Regions from separate parts of the Mus musculus genome. Here region 2 is linked to region 1. A link is a contact called in public Hi-C data. All regions are on one chromosome and are shown on one strand. The core of a region is the stretch at or near the end of the contact, and the rest is flanking DNA. Distances in the headings are between cores, read along the strand shown. Region 1 holds the start of Tbc1d7 (TBC1 domain family, member 7). Region 2 holds the start of Tpmt (thiopurine methyltransferase).

Region 1 (4,767 bases), core at 1,763-4,262:
TGCCTACCAAGTGCTGAGATTAAAGGTGTAGGCCAACACTGTGCTCAAACAACCAATTGTTATGGGTTTATTTTTTTTCATGAAAGCATATATAAAGATATGTATGTATATATGCATGTATGTATCTCCTATGAATTTTTACTTCTCTATACACTCTCAACAACAGGGCTTTTTGTCTGATCCTGAGACCAATGATGATCCATCACCTACTAGAAAACTGAAATAATAGACACACAAAACATAAACTCCCAATTTTGGTTACTATATGTCAATAGACATAAAATAATTGTCAAACTGCTATAAAAGACCTCCATGCCTACTCTAAAAGGCCATCCTTGCCCCACAGACTGGTTCACGGCCCATTCTTTAAATACCACTGAACTGGGTCATCAGCAGTAAGTACAGCCTTGCACTACCTGCTAGGTCCACGAGGAGAGCACACAGGACAATGGTTCCGTAAGATTATATGTGTGGTGGCGCATGCTCATAATCCTGGCACTTGGAGGAAGGCTGAGATAGAAAGACCACAAGTTTGAGGCCAGCCTGGTCTACAGAGTTAAGGTGCTTAGAAAAACAGATTATGTGGCCCAGTTACATCTTAATTATCTTATTTTGTTTAGTATGCTCTATATTTTCCCAACTTCAAAATGTCTATTGAGGCATCATTCCTCAGAATGTATTTCAGCTAATCAACACGAACCGTATCTTACAGTTTCCAGTTGAAGATCAAACACCCATCTCTACCCTACCTCCAATCTCAAAAATCCCCTCTGCACAAAAGGCTCCACCTTTCCAGGTCTGAAACCTCCCCTAGACCATACCTCCAACTGTGGGGTAAACATCCACACACATGAGCCTCTCGGGGACATTCTGTGTCCTTTCTGCTTGGTGAACAGAGGTCCTTTTATGCTTTGTTCAGGAACTTCTACCTGCAAGGTGAGGACGGACCTGTGGCCTACTGGGTTGGTGGAGACAAAATCCCCAGCCTGCCTTGGCAGTTTGGTTTTCCCCTTTACAGGACAATGTGCCGCCTATCTGAACTCACTGCTGTTGCTGCCCTCTGCTGTTTCTATTGAGAATTACAGGGTACTGGGTTCCTGGGGCTGCCGGGCTGGTAAAATGCCACGTTTGTGGTGGGGATCCCTGACGTGCATTCTGCTTAAGATTTGATTAAGCATCCTAGAATTCATTTTCGAGGCACCTTCACACCTCCGCCCTTCACTTTGACATGGACATACAACCCGCAGCAGCTTCTGGGTGCTGCTTGCAAATGCAACCACATAGAGCCCAGCCTTCCCACAACTGAATGTTAACAGTCAATTCTCAAACCGTTTTACTTTCTCCTTTTGTTTGTGCCCCATGACATGCCCAGACTGGAGTGGAGTCTCAAATATGCTATGACTTCCATTTCATACACACATGTCCAGGTTGTCATTTCCTGCCATTATGATTTAGTGAGTACTTTAAAAAGTGGCAATTGGCGTGGACCCAGGCCCTTTTGTATGCTATCTGAGGGTTTCTATTGCGGTGATGAAACAGCCTGACCAAAAAGCAAGTTGGGGAGGAAAGGGTTTATGAGGCTTACACTTCAACAGACCTGTTCATCACTGGAGGAAGTCAGGACAGGAACTCAAATAGGGTAGGAACCCAGAGGTAGGAGCTGGTGCGGAGGCCATGGAGGGATGCTGCTTACTGCCTTGCTCCCCATGACTTGCTCAGCCTGCTTTCTTACAGAACCCGGGGCCACCACAATAGGCTGGACCCTCCATCAATCACTAATTAAGAAAAAGCTGGGTCTCATGGAGGTGTCTTCTCATTTGAGGCTTCCTCCTTTCAGTCACTCTAGCTTGTGTCAGGTTGAGGTAAGATTAGCCAGCTCAGCATGTGACTTCACCACTAGCTGCACTCACTCACAGCCTTAAAAATCCCTAACTCTCCGGCCCAGGTACTGCTTTCTCTGCAGTAATTTCCCAACACTCATGGGGACAGCGCCTCACTGCGGCCGTGTTACCTCCTTGGCTTGTTACTGTGATAAAAATACTTGAAGAGACCTCGGGAGGAAGGGCTTACAATGTGAGTGAGCCAGATTGGCACTAACAATCCAAAAAACGAATCAGTAGTCCGTCCCAGACAGCTATATCTTCCTAATAGTTCCCTAATTCAGTCCTTGCTTCCAACTCAGTGCCACCTGGGGATGGACAAAGAACATGCTCTCCGTGACAAATCACACAGGATGCCCCAGTTCTGTCCAGCGGCTCGCAGCTTCCCCAAGCAAGCAGCCTTAACTGACTGCGCGCTTGGCATTCTAGGTCTGAGTAGCTGCCAAAAGGCAAATGGCAGCAACTGCCCCTTTGCACAGTAAACGATGAACAAATGGTTTTGCTTATCCCTCCTTGATCATTGGGGGACCAATAAGTTTTTGTTTTTAAGTTTTAAATATTTGTGTATAAAGGTTTTGTCTGCGTGCATGAGCACCATGCGCGTGCCCCGTACTGGCAGAAATCAGAAGGGGTAGTTTGGAATTCCTGCAACTGGAGTTATTGATGGTTGTGAATCACCACGTGAGTGCTGGGATTTGAACCCGGGTTCTGTACAAAAGCCGTAAGTGCTCTTAATTGTCGAGCTATCTCTCCTGCCCATCACTCAGTTTTTAATAGCTGAGGACTTAACTGATTTGCTTTCTCATGGTCACTTGGAACGTTTGGAAGAAGAAGTGCAGCCCAATCGATTAGCAAAGGCTCGTTTCCGATTTTCCACCGGGCGAGGTGGAAGAAACACCGCCTGAGGGATCCCGGTTTCCACGGGGCAGAAGAGTGCCCTAAGCAAGCACTCTGAACGAAGGGGAGACGATCACCAGGGTTTCGGGATCGAGGTGAGAGGGACAGACGTGGATACTCAAGGGCGCACAGACTCGGCCGCTACCACCTCTCAGGGCTTCAGCTTCACCCGGTTAACATCCACGTGTGGGTGGGACTCCCAGCAGATGTCCTCTGCGCACGCGCATCCGGGGCGACGTCACGTCCGGCGGCGGGAGTTAGAGGCGGAGAGGGCCGGGCCGGGTGTCTCATGGCATCGCTCCCCTCGCTCGCTCGGCCCTGACGCTTATGGTTCCGTCTGCCTGCCGGTAGCACAGCGTTGCCGGGCCGGTTCTCCGCCGCCTCCCGGATCTCTGAGTCTGAGCCGGGTGTGTTTGCTCTACTCGAGGTGAAGCGTGCATACCGGGAGAGCGGGGCCTGGGGCTTCACTGGGTTGTGGGCACCTTTCCCGCAGGTGGAGTCACCTGGGCAAGATTTGACAGCGCATCTTTCAGGGCGACTCCTGTGCCATCACAGTGCAGTCCCAGGAATGCTGTCGATAGACGACAGGGGCAGCGAATGCTTAAAAATACAAAAACCAAAAGAGCCCTCAAACTACAGATTGCATTTTAATCTTTGGGTTTTTTTTTTTTAACAGCTATGAAGAGGCCGTGGAACTCTTTAAAGGCAATTCTAAATTCTAAATAGCTTTTTTCAAAAATGAATTGCAATCTTCCCCATAACAGAAGCTGTTCAGATATCTAACTCCCAACAAGAAGTCCAAACTCCCCTGGTTATCTGGGGACGTCTCGGGGGCTTTTAGTAGCTGAGGACTTTATTCTTTGGAAGAATGTTTGCATCTTTAGTGCCTAGTCACTAAACCTAGTTTGATCTTTTCTTTTGGTTTACCATTAATATCACAAAGACTGTTCTGAAAGAATTATGTATTCTCTGAGATGATTTGAGTGCTCTTGCCAGATTTTTAGCCGTCTTCTGGTTATACTTTAATGCTTTTTCTCTGTTGGAGTTTTGTATTTTGATAATACAAAACTTGGTAGAATTGTGTTTATAGGAAGAAAAATAAGGGCAGGACTTAGGGCTTCCCTCCACCCCCTTCTAATTTCTCCAAATGCCTATTTTCGAGAGGACAGCTAAGCAAAACAAAACAAAAACCAAACCAAAACAAACAAACAAACAAAAAAGGAAATTAAGGTCACCTAGAATTTTACTAACTGAATAACTTGTTAATATTTTGGATGTCTCCTCTTATTTTAAAACATACCTATCTTGGACCAGAAGCCGTGGTCCACACCTTTTACCCCCCGCACCTAGGAGGCAGAGAGTTTGAGGCCAGCCTGGGCTACTTAGTGAGACCTTAGTTGTAAAACTGGAAGCAGAATTAGTACACACCACTGGTTAGCCCCATTTATATAACATATCCTGCCAGCTTTTCTAATTCATCTTATTTGTTCATTTGTATTTTGTTCATTCATGAGAACAAGGTATTTCATTGTGCCAGGGGTTCTTATAAGAAGGAACCCTAGAGGCCCCCTCTGTGCTACCTATTTTAGTAGCTTGGAGGGCAGCTGACCTATATCTTCATATCTATATCTTTGGCCAAGTTGCATTAGGAAGGTGGGATAGGGTTGTGTGGATCCAAAGATTTAATGCTCCTTGCTTAGGGCCAGGCAATTTATCATATTTGACTTATTGAAAAGGCCGAGAAAAATCACCTAATGTCCTTCCCAATTCTTCTTTCTTTGGTTTTAGGCTCACCTAAAAAAAATCCCTCCAAGGATGAAACATGACTGACGACTCTCAGAGGAACTTTCGATCAGTCTACTATGAGAAAGTCGGGTTTCGTGGTGTCGAAGAAAAGAAATCACTGGAAATCCTCCTGAAAGATGACCGTTTGGGTGAGTCTCAGCTGCATATGTTCATTAGTTCAAAGTTACCAGGTAAATATTTCTGC
Region 2 (4,731 bases), core at 1,065-3,564, 3.9 Mb before region 1:
CACCTAACTGACTAGAGTTTCGTGGTCCAAGTTTTATAAGTCTATTTCTTCCTAATTTTAAATGAAGAGTTTTAGTTTTCTTTTGGTTAAAAAAAAGTGTTAAAAGTGAATATACATGCAAATATGTCAGTATTTAGAATTATGTTTAAATAACTCCCAGGTGTTCTGAACGTAGTTTATTGAAGAGTTTAAACACCAACACATAAAATTCATAAAAACTGGAGTTCAAAAGAATCGAAAATAAGAGTAAAAATTTACGGTGGAGGCAGCATTACTTGTAAGAACAGGACAAACTACTAGAAACTTCTCTGTTAATGAAAGAAACTGAAATCTCCATGGGTCATTTAAAATAGGCAAGCTGAGTGCGTCATATTCCCAAGATAAACTGAGTTACGGAAATACAGACCCAGTGCTATAATTTAATATTCAACACCCAACCCAATAATTCAATTCTTAATTCCCTATTGCCCTGCGTCTTTTCTCAACTGTTCCCCGTGTGGAAGACAATTATTGACGAGAGAATTTTCTCACATACCCTCTGAAGAAAACCTCCGAAAGGATTCCACAATATATTGTGTAAGCATTCAAAGCAGATGTGGTTGGTGGCTTTGTATTTGCTGCAGAAAGGCTGGGGCAGAAGGATTGCTTTGAGTTGGGAGGCTGAAGACTAACCAACGCTTTTTGAGCTGTGCCTGGGTTAAGAAAGGGATTCCCCACACCTGGCGTGGTCTGCTGCTTGCTCGAGAACTTGGGCCTCGGTGGCTGGGTTCCAGATCACTCAACCCCAACTTTCTGCAGCTGGGCCTGCTTCTCTTACAGGCCAGCTGCGCCGACTATCAGCCATATGGACCGGGACCTGGTGGTGTGCAATCCCAAGGAAGGCTTGCTTGAGCCCTCATCAGCGGCCCTCGCGGCAGATGCCCAAGGTATCCGCTACACCAGCGAACCTGACGGCGCCTCGCTGCCCAAGGTGGGGATCGCAACCTGGGATCCCTCCTCCTGGCCGCGGTGCTCCCACTGCCCCACACAGGAGCCCAGCGTGGGGTTTCTCCTCACCACCACAGAGCGGGAAGGGAAGCCTGGGCCCCTCCTACCAAGCTTTGGGGATTCCCGACCACCCTGAGTGGGGAAGGCAGTCTGGTGTCCCCCCTCCTGGCTGCGGGGTTTCCACGTCCCTGGTGGGAGCACAGTATAGGGTCCCTCCTTTTGGCTACGGGGTTCCCTGGTCCGCAAGTGGGACCGCAGCCTAGGGTCTCTCTTCGCGACTGGCGGGGGGTGGTTTCCACGGCCCCGAGTGGGAGCCCAGAGTGGGGTTCCCTCCTTTGGGCTAAGAGATTCCTACAGTGGGGTAACTCCTCTACGTTAAGGGGCTCCTACAGCTCCGGGTGGGAGCAGAGAAAGGGGTCCTGCCTCCATGTAGATGGGTTCCCTACAGCGCTGGGTGGAATCCCAGAGTAAGACCCCTCCTCCAGGCTGCGGGGTTCCCATAGCCCAGAGTGGAAATCCAGACTGGGGTCCTGTCCACCCGGTCCGCAGCTGGTGCCGGCGCCAGAGTGCCAGGTGCAGCCGCCGCCCAACTCACCTCCGCCCGGCCGAGGCGCAAGCAGCTCCCTGCAGGGTTCCAAGAGAGCGACGAGTGGGAAAGCCCGCGGCGCCGCAACCCCGCAGCCCAGCGCGGGAAGCCCCGGCTTGCACAGGGTCCCCCACGCCACCCCTTCCAAACGCGGGACGCCGGGGAGCCCCGGGGAACGCGCGCGCCTCCAGACCAGGCTCAACACACAGCCGGCCGCTTTGTGCGGAGCTGTCACCCGAAGCCCGCCGCCACCCCCAAGCGCGCCCGCGTGAGGCTCGAGTCCCTACCTCAGAGCGCTGGCCAGGGGGCGAATGCTGCCCTGGGCTGCACCGGGCTGCACCGGACGGCCTGATCCGCACTGCCAGCTGCAGCAGCTCGGCCGCCGCCGCTTCCGCCCCTATCACGCCGTGACCCGGAGTGGGAGGAGCGCACAGGCCCAGGGAGCAGGAGGGTCCCGGCGCTCGCCCCGCCCCGATGATTTCCGCCACTGCGCAATCTCGGCAGCTGCTAAGGGCGGGGCCCTACGCGTTCTGGGCGGAGACCTTGCTTCGGGGCGGGGCTTAGGTTTGAAGGTGGGGCCTGGGCGGCCTGGGTGGGGTCACAGGGTCCTGGGAGGGGCCTGCGCGCCCTGGGCGTGGTCTGCACGCTGGGCGGAGCCTGCGTGTCCTGGGCAGAGTTCTCACGCCCCGGGCAGGGCCTATAGGACCGGAGCCTGGATAATCTTTTCCGGGGTGGGATCAGACCACATTGGGCGGGGCCTTCGCCCCTGGGGCGGGGCCTGTGAGTCCTTGCACAGCTCCCGGCTTACAAAGGCGGGCTAGTGTCTGAGAGGTAAGCAGCTAGCTGCAGCCAAGGTAAGTAAGTTCTCAACCGGTAGTAAAGGCGGTCATCTGCTAAGACTGTGTGAGCCTGTTACAGCGTTTTTTCAGAATGGGGCTCCCGAAAAGCATGGATGACCCAGCTACTTGAGTCCCGAAAAGGGGTTCCGATAACCGCAGCAAAAACTGGGAATAAATGATCAGACTAGAAATGCTTTGAGTCCGATGTATTAAGTAGCCCCTTGCTTAGTGGTGTGTTTCAGATAACAATGTCCACGTGTAAAATACTGAGCCATCCTGGAGATTTGTGGACTTCAGTGAAGTTAGCTTTTCAGTTTAATGAAATTCAAAAATAAAACTAAAGCAGAACCCAAGCATTGTTGTGTACGAGGAAGCTGAGGCAGGAGGATCAGGGCGAGCTAGAGGTCAGCCTGTACTATATAGTGAGTTCTAGATAGACCCTCTGTTAAAAATGAAAAAAAAAAATCCTAGGCAGAAAAAGATGTTTTTTAGGTAGGCATATTGGACGTAAACGTTTGTTAGTGGGAGTTATTGCGGATCTGTCTTTTCTCAACCTTGTACTTTGCACCTTTATTGTTTTTAGAATTTTTTTTTTTCTCAAAAAATGATCAGTGAGCACCACTCTGAGGCGCTGTTACAACAGCTAAGTGGTTGTGTTTAACAGCCCCAGCTTCGGTGAGGTAGAGCTGGGTGGGCTAAAGATCTTTCTTCTGTGTTCAGGAGAGCCCTTGTTTCTGTAGGGCACCTTTGGGCATCACAGCTTCTGATAGAGAGTGGAGATGGGAGGAGAGCGATTCTCTTGCTTTTCTGTATCCACAATAATCCCATACTTCCCTCCGACCTCTCAGAATGCTGGACTCTGCCCCCTGACATGAGCATCAGGGAAAAGCCTTTTGTTAGCAAATACTTGGCTGTGAAGTGCATTTCCGTTCCCAGAGTTGATGGGGATGGTCCTTCTTTAATCCTAAGCACAGAAGCTAAATCATGCAACAACAGGACATTTCCTTACATTACTGCCTTTGTGACATGTTTGCTGGTTCACAGATTCAAGACATATGATCACCAATGATTTAAAGGGCAGGTTGGAACTGTGGAATTTTTTTTTAGTTTTTTTTTTTTTTTCCTTATATGAACGAATGTCTTGCCTGTATTGGATCCACTGCAACGGGGTTACAGACAGCCACGAGACACCTTGTGGTTTCTGGGAATTGCACTGGGTTCTTTTCAAGAACAACAAGTACTCTTAACTACTGCTGGGATTGAAGGCATGCTGCCATTCATATCTTATTTGTTTTTGAGAGAGTCCTGCTACGTAGCCCTGGATGGCCTGGAATCTACTATATAGATCATGTCGGCCTGGAATTTGCAATAACCCTCTTGCCTCTATCTCCCAAGTACTGGGGGCATGTGACGACTCTCCTGTCTTTAATGCTGATATGTGTTTTTAAAGCTATTGCCCTAGGTAGAGGGTTTTGTAGCGTTCATTAATAGAATCACAATGTTCCTGAATGACATCATTGTAGATGTCTTTCCACTTAGGCACTGGAGACACCAACCTCAGAGACAAAAATTGTCTACAACCCGTGGATGGTACCATGTCCCTTGATATGAAAGAGCACCCTGATGCTGAGGTACAAAAGAACCAAGTACTAACCCTGGAAGACTGGAAAGAGAAGTGGGTGACCCGTCACATCTCATTCCATCAGGAGCAAGGGCATCAGTAAGACATGTTTGGTCTCTGGCAGAGAAATGCTTTAATCAGAAACTGACTCTAGCGGGTGTGTACCTTGGTGGGTAGAGAGACCTTAGCATGAAGGAAGGTCTTGGTTTGTTCTGCAACACTGAACAAAACTGGGCGCAGTGGCATATGCATGTAATATCAGCGTTTGAGAGATGGAAACAAAAGCATTAGAAATTGAAGCTGCATAAGTGAGTTTGAGGCCAGTGCTAAGCTCCAGGGAGAGAGAGAGGAAAGAAGAAAAAAGAAACTGACTTTGAAATAAAAGTAACACACAAATACATTATTGCATTTCTTTTCAGACACACTGTCATCTCATATCGTTAGGGAATCACAAAGCACCCATAGCACATCATACTTTGATTTCTCTCAGTGTGCAATAATCTGATTTACAGATATATGAAATATATCTTCTTCTTAAAGCTCACCCTCACTTTGTTCACGTTGGTCACAGGTGCTTATACATGCAGCAGATACTGAAACAACATCTAACTTTCTGTCTCCTTATGTTCTAAAGCAAGGGCAAGCAAGGGTGAGCTCCCACAGGCTGCCTCAGCAGATATAGGCACTTGCCACATACC

The links. Hi-C and Micro-C count contacts between places; a contact is called where the count stands out from the background.
Region 2: a Hi-C map of CD8 T cells shows a contact between it and region 1, with 5 times the contacts expected there. The contact joins the promoter of Tpmt here to the promoter of Tbc1d7 in region 1. A contact is called at or near these places in 3 of 484 Hi-C or Micro-C datasets (B cells, CD4 T cells and CD8 T cells).

What each region holds. Positions count from the first base shown.
Region 1 is chr13:43,169,746-43,174,512 of GRCm38.p6, reverse strand. It overlaps Tbc1d7 (TBC1 domain family, member 7), which reads left to right and starts at 3,012. Exons shown (of 8, transcript NM_001252639.1): 1 at 3,012-3,204; 2 at 4,566-4,711. The coding sequence starts at 4,600. It overlaps Gm40929 (a long non-coding RNA gene), which reads right to left and starts at 2,691. Exons shown (of 4, transcript XR_873309.3): 1 at 2,671-2,691; 2 at 822-929.
Region 2 is chr13:47,040,800-47,045,530 of GRCm38.p6, reverse strand. Tpmt (thiopurine methyltransferase) reads left to right here and starts at 2,314. Exons shown (of 9, transcript NM_016785.2): 1 at 2,314-2,427; 2 at 3,952-4,132. The coding sequence starts at 4,008. Kdm1b (lysine (K)-specific demethylase 1B) reads right to left here and starts at 2,032. Exons shown (of 21, transcript NM_172262.3): 1 at 1,861-2,032.